2 separate regions of the Mus musculus genome follow, and region 2 is linked to region 1. The links are chromatin contacts, called in public Hi-C maps. All regions are on one chromosome and are shown on one strand. The core of a region is the stretch at or near the end of the contact, and the rest is flanking DNA. Distances in the headings are between cores, read along the strand shown. Region 1 holds the start of Platr4 (pluripotency associated transcript 4). Region 2 overlaps Jade1 (jade family PHD finger 1).

Region 1 (5,649 bases), core at 24-2,523:
CTAAATTGAAATGGCCAATTGTTCCACAAGAAGAAAGAGAAGTGTAAGACAGGACCTGAATGTGTATTTTCATGGGCTCAAAGAAGGTGACTGAGATTGAATGGATTTATTTATAACGTTTTATTTATTTTATTTTATTTTTCATTTATTTTATTATTATATATTTTCTTTATTTACATTTAAAATGTTATTCCCTTTCCTCATTTCCCCTCTGAAAACCCCCTATTCTATCCCCCCTCACTGCTCACCAACCCACCTACTCCAGCTTCCTTGTCCTGGCATTCCCCTACACTGGGACATGGAGCCTTCACAGGACCAAGGACCTCTCCTCTCATTGATGTCACATAAGGTTTTTTTTTAATCTATCTATCTATCTATCTATCTATCTATCTATCTATCTATCTATCTATCTATCTATCTATCTATCTATCTAATGTTTTTTTCGAGACAGAGTTTCTCTGTGTAGTCCCGGAAATCCGCCTGCCTCTGCCTCCCAAGTGCTGGGATTAAAGGGGTGCGCCACCACCGTCTAGCAAGGTTTTATTTTTAAAGGGAAAAATTTCACCAAACAATGGTGAAAATGCACCACAGAGGCACAGGGCTGTGAACAAAAGCAGAATTTGATTTTCTTTAAGTTGATGGCTTCTTAAGTCTTGCAGTGATAAAATGCTCGGACGGAAGCAACATGGAGGAGACAGGGTTTGTTCTAGCACACAGCTCTGGTGTGGAACTGTGTGGAGAAGCCACAGAGGCGGGAGTTTGCGATAACATTGTATCTGCAGTCAAGAGCGGACTGCACCGAAGGCTTGCTCACATGATTGAGGTCAGATTGCGTTCTCCACTCTTACACTACCCAGAATCCCCTTCCCAAGGACTAGTGCCACTGCAATGGGCAAGTTCCCCACCTCAATAAAGATAACCCTACATCATATTTTACAGGTAAGCATTGATATAAATATTTCAGAAATTACATGATAATCCATAGATAATTAATTTTCTCATTGCTCATTATATATTCACTTTCATACTACCAACCGTAATTTTAGTTTTGGAGTTGTTATGTTAAAATTGTGTGCATAGCTTGACACATGCCTGTTGGGAATTGGTTCTAATGCTTTGAATTAATTCAGTCCCCTAAATCGGGAATCTGCAGGGCCAAACCCTGAAGGTCCTTGTTCTCAATTGGCTTTTGGTCGATCAATATAGAACCAATAGCCAATGGCTGGGCAGGTAGACTGAGGCGGGACTTGGAGGCAAGCCGGGAGAGAGGGAGGAGAAAGAGATCGCCATGATGGGGAAGAAGGAAGAGGAGACCTAAAGGCCAGCTGACATGTGAGAATCAGGGAAAGTGGCCACACGGGCCACTTCCACAGCTGTGTTTGAGGTAGCAGAGATAAAATAGAGATTTTAAAAGATGTTTACTCGGGAGTAACAGAGGGGATTGTTTGCTAGCTGCGGGAAGGATTAGAACTGCCCAGCCTTTGGGCTAGTAAAGGTGTATTAAAAGTAACTGGTGTGTGTGGGGAGGGTGGGGTGAAGCGAGCACATGTGACCATCCGGGAGCAACGTGGTTAGCCAAAGTACCGCTACACATGCCTGTTTGTGGTCCTAGAATTTGGAAAGGGGGAGGGAGCTTGAAAAGTTAGATATCAATGCTCTCTCTCTCTCTCTCTCTCTCTCTCTCTCTCTCTCTCTGTGTGTGTGTGTGTGTGTGTGTGTGTATAGAACCCGTTTTTAATCCCAGCACTCAAGAGGCAGAAGCAGAGGGAGGTGGTCTCTGAATTTGAGGCCAGCCTGGTTTACACAATATATTCCAGGTCAGCCAGAGCTACAAAAATCATCTTGAAAACCCTAAAGAGGTCTGGTGAGATGGCTTAGTGGTTGGGAGCACTGACTGCTCTTCCAGGGGTCCTGAGTTCAATTCCCACCAACCACATGGTGGCTTACTGTAATGGGATCCAGTGCCCTCTTCTGGGGTGTCTGAAGACGGCAACTGTGTACTCACATGCATACAAATACATAAATAAATAAATTGTTTAAAAAGTTGACTATATATAAAAAAAGGGGGGGGGAGAAATCCTAAGGAAAAAAGAAAAAAGAAAAGAAAAATTTGAGGTCAGTTTGAAAACCCTCTTAAAGAAGATTAGGGGAAAAAAAGTAAACAAAGGCTGGGGGTGTAGTTTGGTTGGTACAGTGCTGGCCAGCAGCCAGAATGTCCTGGATTCAGCTAATCTTTTGGTTGCCAAAACCAGGCATGGTGAAAGAGCTCTAGCCAGCAGCCATGGGTGTGGGAGGATCAGAAGTTCAAGGTCATTCGCAGACTTCGTGGAGAGTTTGAGGCTACTCTGGGCTTTAAGAGACCCTGACCCTGTCTCAAAATAAACAAAAGAGAAATATCAAAAAATAAAATATTTCAGAGAAATAACTAAGTTTCTTATAAAAATTAATTCATACATCTTATGCATATGAATATTTTGTATGTACGTCTATTTGTCACATTCTTGCTTGGTGCCCCAGAAGGCCAGAAGAGTTCATCAGATCCTCGGGATCTGGAGTTACAGATGGTTATGAGCCACCATGTGGGTGCTTGGAATTGAACTTGGGCCCTATGGAAGAACAGCCAGTACACTTAATCACTGAGCCATCTCCCCAGACCCCTAAATATCTTATTGCACAAACTCTCATTAAGTCTTTAAGCATGACCATGCTACAAGTTTTGCCTTCCACAGATAGTTACTGTTTTACTCTGATTATCTACTGCAATCTGCTCTGAGCAATACTCCACACACACACACACACACACACAAAAATAATAATAAATAAAATAACTGTCAGTGAGCTGGCAAGGCGGTATATGTCTGCATCGTCAGGACTCAGGAAGCAGTGGCAGGTACATGGCGAGTTTGGAGCTAGCTTGGACTATACACAGAGTTCTAGGCCAGCCTACGCTATAGCTCTAGAATGAACTCCTGCTTTCAAAAGCAGGGAATGTTTCAGAGACTCAAGGAAAGGAACTTGGCAGGCAGGCACCCAGGGTTCACAGTGTGGTGGCTGTGAGCCTGGCCCCTACAGTTAGGACTTCCAACTACAGCAAGAAGCTCATTCATCTTATAAAGCTGCTGCCTTGAGGTCAAGCGGAGCAAGCACAGGCTAACTGCCTTGCAGTGGGCAACTGATGAAGGGGGATTATTGCCTTTAGTTTGGGTATTTTTTAATTCTTTGATGTTTTGTAGCGGAGGTGGGGGAGGGAGTTATAAGGAACTTTTTTTTTTAATCCTAAGCTATCTATAACTCATGGCAATGATTATACCTTTGTAAACAGAAATGAAACACATTTTTCTCTTTGCTTGATCCTTTCCAAATTCAGAAATTCTGATTGAATATTCCTATTTCCATGGTAATCTTATTATTTGCAACACATTCAGTGAGAACGCGTCCCCTTTGTGACAGAGTATAACAGGAAAGTGGTAGAAACATCAGATATGACCACACGGTTATAATAACTTACTGCAGAACTGGGCGAGGTGACCTTAGGTTAGGGTCGCCTCCCCTAATGCACCTCCCTGACAAAGCACCCAACAGGGATCAGACAGGTTAAGGGAGTTTGAAAGTGTATTCAGGAGAAGGGCAGTGTATCTTTTGTGCCACCTAGGAAAAGAAGCATTCAAGAGAAAGAACTAGTCCCAAGCCTTGTTCTGGTATGGCTTCCTAGTGTCAAGGGGCTTTGTGTGTAGTATCTGTGTGTGTTATTCACACAAAGGCCAGAAGACTACATACAGAAATCAACTCTCTCTTTCTACTGAACTCAGGTCATCAAGCTTGGTGGCAGACATCTTCAATCACTGAGCCAAGTCTGGTCCCATAGTATTTTTTACGAACGAGCCTGAAATTCACAGATCCGACTGTGTTGGCTGGCCAGGCATGTCCATGGATCCCCCTGTGTCTGCCCTGACAGAACTGGGCTTACAAGCTACCTTGCCCAACTTTTACGTGGATGCTGGGGATTTCAGTTTAGGGTCTCACATTTGCATAGCAAGAACTTTACCTCACTGAGCCGTTTCCCTGACTTCCTAGGAAGCATTTAAAAAATATAGTCTGAATCCATATGGAAAATACCAGCCAAGAAAACTCTAAATACCAATGTGGCTCTGTACCATTTGTGTTTTATTGATGTAGTGACCAGGACAACTCTAATTAGACCAGAATTATTTTGCAAACAGTATCAGAGTAGAGTAACCACACATGTGTCACAGGAAATTGTCCCTGGGCTGCACTGGGTCTTCCTGCTTTGAAGGGGGTAGTGGGGAAAAGGTGGACAGAGGTTCTCTCTCTGGAATGAACTTTATAGTCAGGCTTCCTGTCAAGTTCTCTTCTTTAGCAGGCTGTCCCCAGGTTCCTAACCTGCACTCATTGTTCTAAGAATTAAGTTGAGTCATTCAGAGGCAATCTGACTATCTAATTAAATTCCTCCTTCTGTCCTTTTGGCACCTGATAACTATAGCCCATCTTCTACAAGAATCCTACTGAGTCAGTTTAACTAGGAGCCCTTGATGTAATTTTCCATTCTCTGGCCTTTCTGTTCACAGAAGCACTCACTCTTTGGTTATGAATCCTGCCCTTGTTGTGTTTGGAGGAGAGCCCAGTCTTCTCCCCACTTGTAATAATCTTGACACCTTTCACAGTGGTTCTGAACAAAGTCTTTTATACACTTAGCATGTGTCAATATTTTCTTTAGCAGGACTTTGGGTCCCTAACCTGCAACTCAGCACTCAGTCCATCATGGGCTTTGCTAGTCTCTGTGACTTCTCCAGGGCAGGAAAGTGACAGGTTTCTGCGCAAGGGAGCCCGAGGTACCTGGTTCAGGATGGAGAGGGCACTTGAGAGGCGTCAAAAGCAAGCACAGTTAGAGGACATCAGCGATGTTAAAACCCCACGAGGGTCAACAGTAGCCCAGGCAAAATAAAGGAGCCTGAAGTGGAAAAACAGAAATGGAACAAGACGTTTGTTCTGGAGCACGTGAGATTGTCCTTCTAAGACATTTCCAGAAGTATTCAAAGGAAGATTTAATGGGAAATCATTATGCAAAAGAGTCAGTAATATATTTTAGTTTCAAAAAGTACGGAGCGTGACGCCTGTCAATTATACCTTCTGCAAAGGTGAGTGGCGGTTGTCCTTGCTGTTCCAAAATGCAAAGAGAAACAAACAAACAAACAAACAAGCAAACCAGCTACTCCTATTCCGCACTCCAAACACCAAGCAGAAATGCTTCTGGGACAAACTGAGCTTCATTCTTTATGAAAATGAAAACACTTCTTTCTGTGCACTAGGAAAATGTTCTGCCTCTGAGCTGCAAAACCAGCACCAAACTTGAAAAGTTTGTGCATCAAAGGAAAAAGGCAACCTACAGGATGGGGGAGAATATTTGCAGGACACATGTCCTGGAAGGAATACATATTTAGACTGAATAAAATGAGTAAGAGGAGGGATAGGGAGTTCGTGTTCAATGTTGAGAGCTTGGGACAGTTGAGAAAACGCTCCGGAGTGTTCTGCAGATGAATGATGGTGACGACTGCATCAGTGTGAATGTCCTTAACGCCGTCAAAAATTGGTTATAATGGCAAATTTTATGCTACATATGTTTTACTACAA
Region 2 (5,178 bases), core at 1,111-3,610, 98 kb before region 1:
CTCCCAAACTACAACAAATAAACTTAAGCCGGCCACCGGTGGTGCATGCCTTTAATCCCGCACTTGGGAGGCGGAGGCAGGCAGATTTCTGAGTTCGAGGCCAGCCTGGTCTACAGAGTGAGTTCCAGGACAGCCAGGGCGATACAGAGAAGCCCTGTGTCAAAAAACAAAATAAATAAATAAATAAATTTATTTTAAAAGAAAAGATATTTCAAGGGTTGGTTTCTAAATCCCTTTCCATTATTGGTGCTTGCTCATTGCCCCCCGGAAGTTGTCAGAACAGGGACGAACTTGCTAAGCACTGAGTTCTCAGGAACAGAGACGGCAGGGACAGCCACAAGCTGGATGTGCACAGCACACGCTGAGGACCACAAGGGACACCTCTGAATTCTCACCTTCCAAAAAGACTGAGGGAGAACTTTGGGCTGTTGCCATTCCTTTATTCTAAGCGCCAGAGCCCATGGTCCATGAACATATGGCCCCAGACAATTCCTCTACCACCACCCCCTTACAAGCTGTGAGCACGGGAGAATTCCACCTCACCCTAGCCAGACTAGGGACAGCACAAAAGGAGCAAATCAGCTCGGGCCAGGAGCCCAGCAGAGGCTCTGTGGTCACAGTCCTGCCACGTCTGGTTTTGACCACATACATTCACACCAACAGGATGCCCAGAGTTTATACGTTATTCACCCTGGAACTGACAGGAAGAACTTATCTGTGTGACAGAGATGGGCAGACAAACTGGATGTATTTCTCCTGCTTGAGCAAGAACAGGTATCAAGTGAAACGCTCCAGTCTATCTATTATGAAGTCATTTCATCCTGCCTTGGCACGGCTTCCTAGACTGACAGCCTGCCGGTGCTGGCCAAAAGGGACCATCCCCATCCTGTGCGCCCTGAGACCCGCTTCACAGGCCATGACCCTCATCTGAAGAAGCAGGTGACTCCTGGTGGTCACCTATGCCTGTCTAGCCATAGTATACTATCATATAATTTGAACAGAGATCCCAAAATGATGGTAATCAAACCAATCAAGTGTCTAAGGAGTTAAGGGCCAAGAAGTGAATTTAGTCCATACTCATCCATGGTAAGAGAGGCTATTTCACACAGCAAGGAGCCAGCCAGATGCTGGCAGAGCTATCGGGCACTCCATCCTCATATGCAAAAGTGGGGAAAAAAGGTACCAACTCGACACAGCCTGTCCCAAAGGAAGATCGAGGACATGTTGGGAGAGGTGAGCGACACGGCAGGAGATCAAGAGGAAACACCAGCGTCTGCAAAGAGCCTGTCCACAGCTCAAATTCCTCATCGGACACTGTCAGCTCCTAAAATACAATCAGCCACTGCCCGAAGCACCAAGGCCACCACGGCTCCCACTAAGCCACTCAGTGAAGTGACATAGAATGCAGAGAGAAACAGACAGTAACATCAGACTTCGCCTAGTCGGTCATTCCCAAAAACATCTTGGACCTTCTCTTCTCCAGTAAGAGGGCTCACCCCCTGCGATAATGTGCTAAATTCAGAGGCCACTGCCCTCTGACTCACCGCCCTCAGCGCCTGAACAGTTTCTACATTTCTGCCTCTTGTGAGGCCTCATGTTACTACAGCGCTAACTCTCAGCTTCTATGCCTGCAGGGAGGAGAGCAGAGAAGCACGCGTCTATCCAGGGTGCCTACCTGGCCACAGGCTGTGGGATGGTCCCTGGGCTCACAGGCACCTGGACCCCTTTCTCCCACTCCTGTCTCCAGGGATCAGCCAGCACGTAGTAGTCATCCGGGTTCAGCTGGTAGGAGTCATGCAACTTCATGGCAGTGATCAGGTCGGTCCTAAACACCTGGGGAGACGAGAAAGGGACAGTGGCACAGGCATTCATTTCAGAGCACTGGCAGCTGCAAGGGCACCATGGAGCTGCCCATAACAAGGTCACGGTATCAACAGAGTAAGAGTGCCCTGTTACAGAAACCCTTCACTCCACCCGACACTCCTTCCCCTCGCCCAGGACTGAAGTGGGCTCCAGCTCCTTCAGCCGACACAAGCAGAGGGTGCAGTGATTGTATCGACTCAACATAACTGTTGCACAAAACACAACCGCTCCCCTCTCCAAGACCTCTCAATTCACCAAGGGCTGCTGAACACAGGCTCTTGGAAATCCTTCAGGGAATGACAAGCCACTACGGAGAGCTCTCTTTCGAGCCCATGTTTTAAAACAAAACTTCATTAGCCAATTAACCTCAAGGCAGAATCTAGAACCACCCGGTAGAGGTCACTATCTTCTAAACTAACTGCTAAAGAAGCGGCCAATCTCCTGAAGTGCTAGCACATGGGGCAGGCGGGTGGTGAGAGCAAGGTCCACTTTGGCTGACAGCAGGCAGAAATGCAGGCCTGCAAACATCTAGGAGTGGAACACTAGAGCCCTGTTGTCCCACGTCACAGGATGCCGTCAGCCCTGGAAGCAAGTTTCTGTGGAAAGACAGAACCAACCCTGTTTTCACTGCCATCAAGACTCAGCTTGTGCCCACCTTCTAAGAAAGCACCCTAACTCATCACAGACAGCAAAGATAAGCAAACTGTGGGGAGGCAGCACCCCTGACTCATGGGCCCTTGCCATCCGAATCGACGAGGCTGACTGACCGTACAGCACCCTGTCTGGCAGCCAGGGCCACACAGCTGCTTCCCTCTCCGGCCTTGTCCTCAGCCCACTGCCATGTGAGGATGTGTGTACCAGGAAGCCCTGCCATGTATCACGAGCAGCATGCGCCTGGATCCAGATGCTCTGCTCAGTGTACAGAGCCACAGAGATGCAATGCACTCCCTCACTCGGGACAGGAAGCGCTTTCTTGTGCTGCTAAGCACGGGTCACAGTATACACCTGTTGGCTTTTCAGACTGGTGTTCTCTTTAATAAACTTCATCTTATGAAAGTACGGGGTAGGGTCTGAATTAAAAGGCCGCTTCTCTCGCTGTCATTGTCAATACTGGTCTTGTGCCAGGATGCCACTCTTAACATCTACAGTCCCATTAAGCAACAGACTGACTGTGTCCCTTCTGCAAAGATCTCACCATGAGACAAAAGCCCCTGATCATAAGCCTACAGCAACCCAACCCCAAGGAAAAGGGCTTTGAGGTCAAAGTTGTGAGTCCACACCAAGCAAATCAGGTAAAAGAGAGCCCAGCTAAGCTGTACAAGAAAACACGCAAATTTGCCAAAGAAAGGAAGGCAGACTGAGGAAGGAGATGAGAAAAGGCAGCTCCATTCCTACAGACCTGGGAGAGGCTCTGGCCCAAAGCTCAGTGCCAAGTAGACACCAAGGGCAGGGGTGACGGCTACCCGAGTGCTTTACGTACAAAGCACTTTGCACTCAGAAGATTTGACACAGACCAGGCAAGGACAGGGTGTGGTGCCTGCTGCTCAGAGGGCTCCAATCCCACTCCCAGGCTGAAGTAACAGCAGTATAGTATGGACACCAGAAAGGTGTAGTAGCAGTTAAGAGCTGACTCAGGACTTAACAGCAGAGTAAAATACAGGTGCAGAGACGTTCCGATGTCACAAAAAAATAAAGTGCGCACTGTAGGTCAAAACAGACACCAGGCCAGCAGCACTGGCCACAGCAGCCGTCCGTGAGTGTTTGCTGGAACAGGTCTCTTAAGTGCTTTCTGGCAGGGGATGTTACTCCATCTCCAGGAAACTCCTCCGCTCCTAGACAAGGCACTCTCCAGCTATATGGGGGCAGCATGGGAAGGGACTCTGAGAAACACCTGTCGCTGTGTGACCACCACACCACAAGCCAACTGAGCTCATCCCACAAACAGTGCAATGCCAGAACAACTTTCCCACAGCTTTCCCTGAGAACCCGACAGGCTGAGACACCTGGGTCTCAATGCCCGGCGCCTCGGAATGGCCGCAGAGAAAGCAGGTCTCAGGACAACGGGGCCCCTAAGCAACCGAGGCTGGCGGGAGACAGATGCCTCTAAAAATGATTTTAGCAGGGAAATGAACAACGAAACGTAGGGCATCAGGGAAACATAAAATGTGAAAACAAATTGGGAAAGACGGGGAAAGCCTTAAGCATAACGAAACTCCCAGAGTCACATTGGCTTGTTGCCAAATAAGCCACAGATCCATGGCTAAAACTAACTTGAGGCTGGCAGTGACTTGGCAGCAGCTGAACCCGCTCATGTCCTGGCCAGAGGAAAACTTGTTGGGAGCCAGCGAAGACGGAACAGGAAAGGAAAAAAAGAATACAATTAATAATAATAGCTAACATTCACTGCGCATGATATACGTGTAACATGCTTTGCGTGTTCGAGCCTATATGTATTAATTAGCTCACTTCTTCCTGCAACAAGGCACACATCTGCTTCTCACCATCTTGCCGGGGTATAAAGTGGGGCACTTGCCCAGACCTGCACAGCATGGGGCAGGCATGTGGGCGGCAGGTTCGCATGCACTTACTTACAGCACACATGATCAAGGCAAGCAAGCATTCAGAAGTACCTCAGAAGGCTTTCGATCTTCAGGTCTAGAGCAGGTACTACTCCTCCCATGCTGGGATCGAGAATGCTGGGACCATGTCGTTGACAAGCCTGAGGAAACAAACATCCAAACAGGAACCATTAAAAAAAAATACAGGCTCAGTATTTGAGCGGCGATATGGCGCTAGTTGCACAAACCTGAGGACCAGAGTTCAGGTCCCCAGCATCCAAGTAAAGAGTTGGCATGGTGATGATAGGACTCTGAACGTCAGAGGTTTAGTGAAAGGCCTTGTCTCAGAAAGTCAGGCGGAAGAGACAAAGGAGAAGGCAGTCTATCCGACCTTTGGTCTCCACACCTATCTACACATCCTCACAGAGCACAAAACAAACAAGCAAAAAAGCACAGGTCACTGAGCTGTCAAGAGGTCTTTCCCCTACAAGAAACCTTCAGCGAAGGAGGAGAACCTGCAGTGCCATCACCCTGGCTGGCTCTGACAGGGTTCCTTCCTTCCAGTCATTTTCTAAGGTGATCACTGTCGGCTCCAGTGTACAGGGTGCTCTGCCTTGTGAACAGCGAGCCAAGAGAGCCTGCAGCATAATCCAGGCTCCGAGCTGTGCTCAAGACGCTCACAGACCCACACTGGTACATGAACTAGAAATCATGCCGGAAGTTTTCAGCCAGGATCACCGGGCTCAACCTAAGGTCC

What was found. Hi-C and Micro-C count contacts between places; a contact is called where the count stands out from the background.
Region 2: a Hi-C map of liver shows a contact between it and region 1, with 8 times the contacts expected there. The contact joins the enhancer-like site here to the promoter of Platr4 in region 1. A contact is called at or near these places in 16 of 484 Hi-C or Micro-C datasets (the G1E-ER4 cell line, the HL-1 cell line, embryonic stem cells and 2 more), 14 of 115 datasets of contacts at active chromatin or transcription factors (embryonic stem cells, extraembryonic endoderm stem cells, hepatocytes and 2 more) and 3 of 9 other capture datasets (adipose tissue, embryonic stem cells and liver).

What each region holds. Positions count from the first base shown.
Region 1 is chr3:41,488,823-41,494,471 of GRCm38.p6, reverse strand. It overlaps Platr4 (pluripotency associated transcript 4), which reads left to right and starts at 1,273. Exons shown (of 2, transcript NR_040385.1): 1 at 1,273-1,384; 2 at 4,736-5,649.
Region 2 is chr3:41,588,338-41,593,515 of GRCm38.p6, reverse strand. It overlaps Jade1 (jade family PHD finger 1), which reads right to left. Exons shown (of 11, transcript NM_001130184.1): 3 at 4,494-4,582; 4 at 1,676-1,833. Among named protein-coding and RNA genes, the nearest start is that of Jade1, 35 kb to the right of the region's middle. Within about 2 kb of position 2,360, at least 47 of the 459 cell types and tissues checked have an H3K27ac peak or open chromatin away from gene starts, as enhancers often do. A contact at or near this core is called in adipose tissue, hepatocytes and liver, where this site is marked.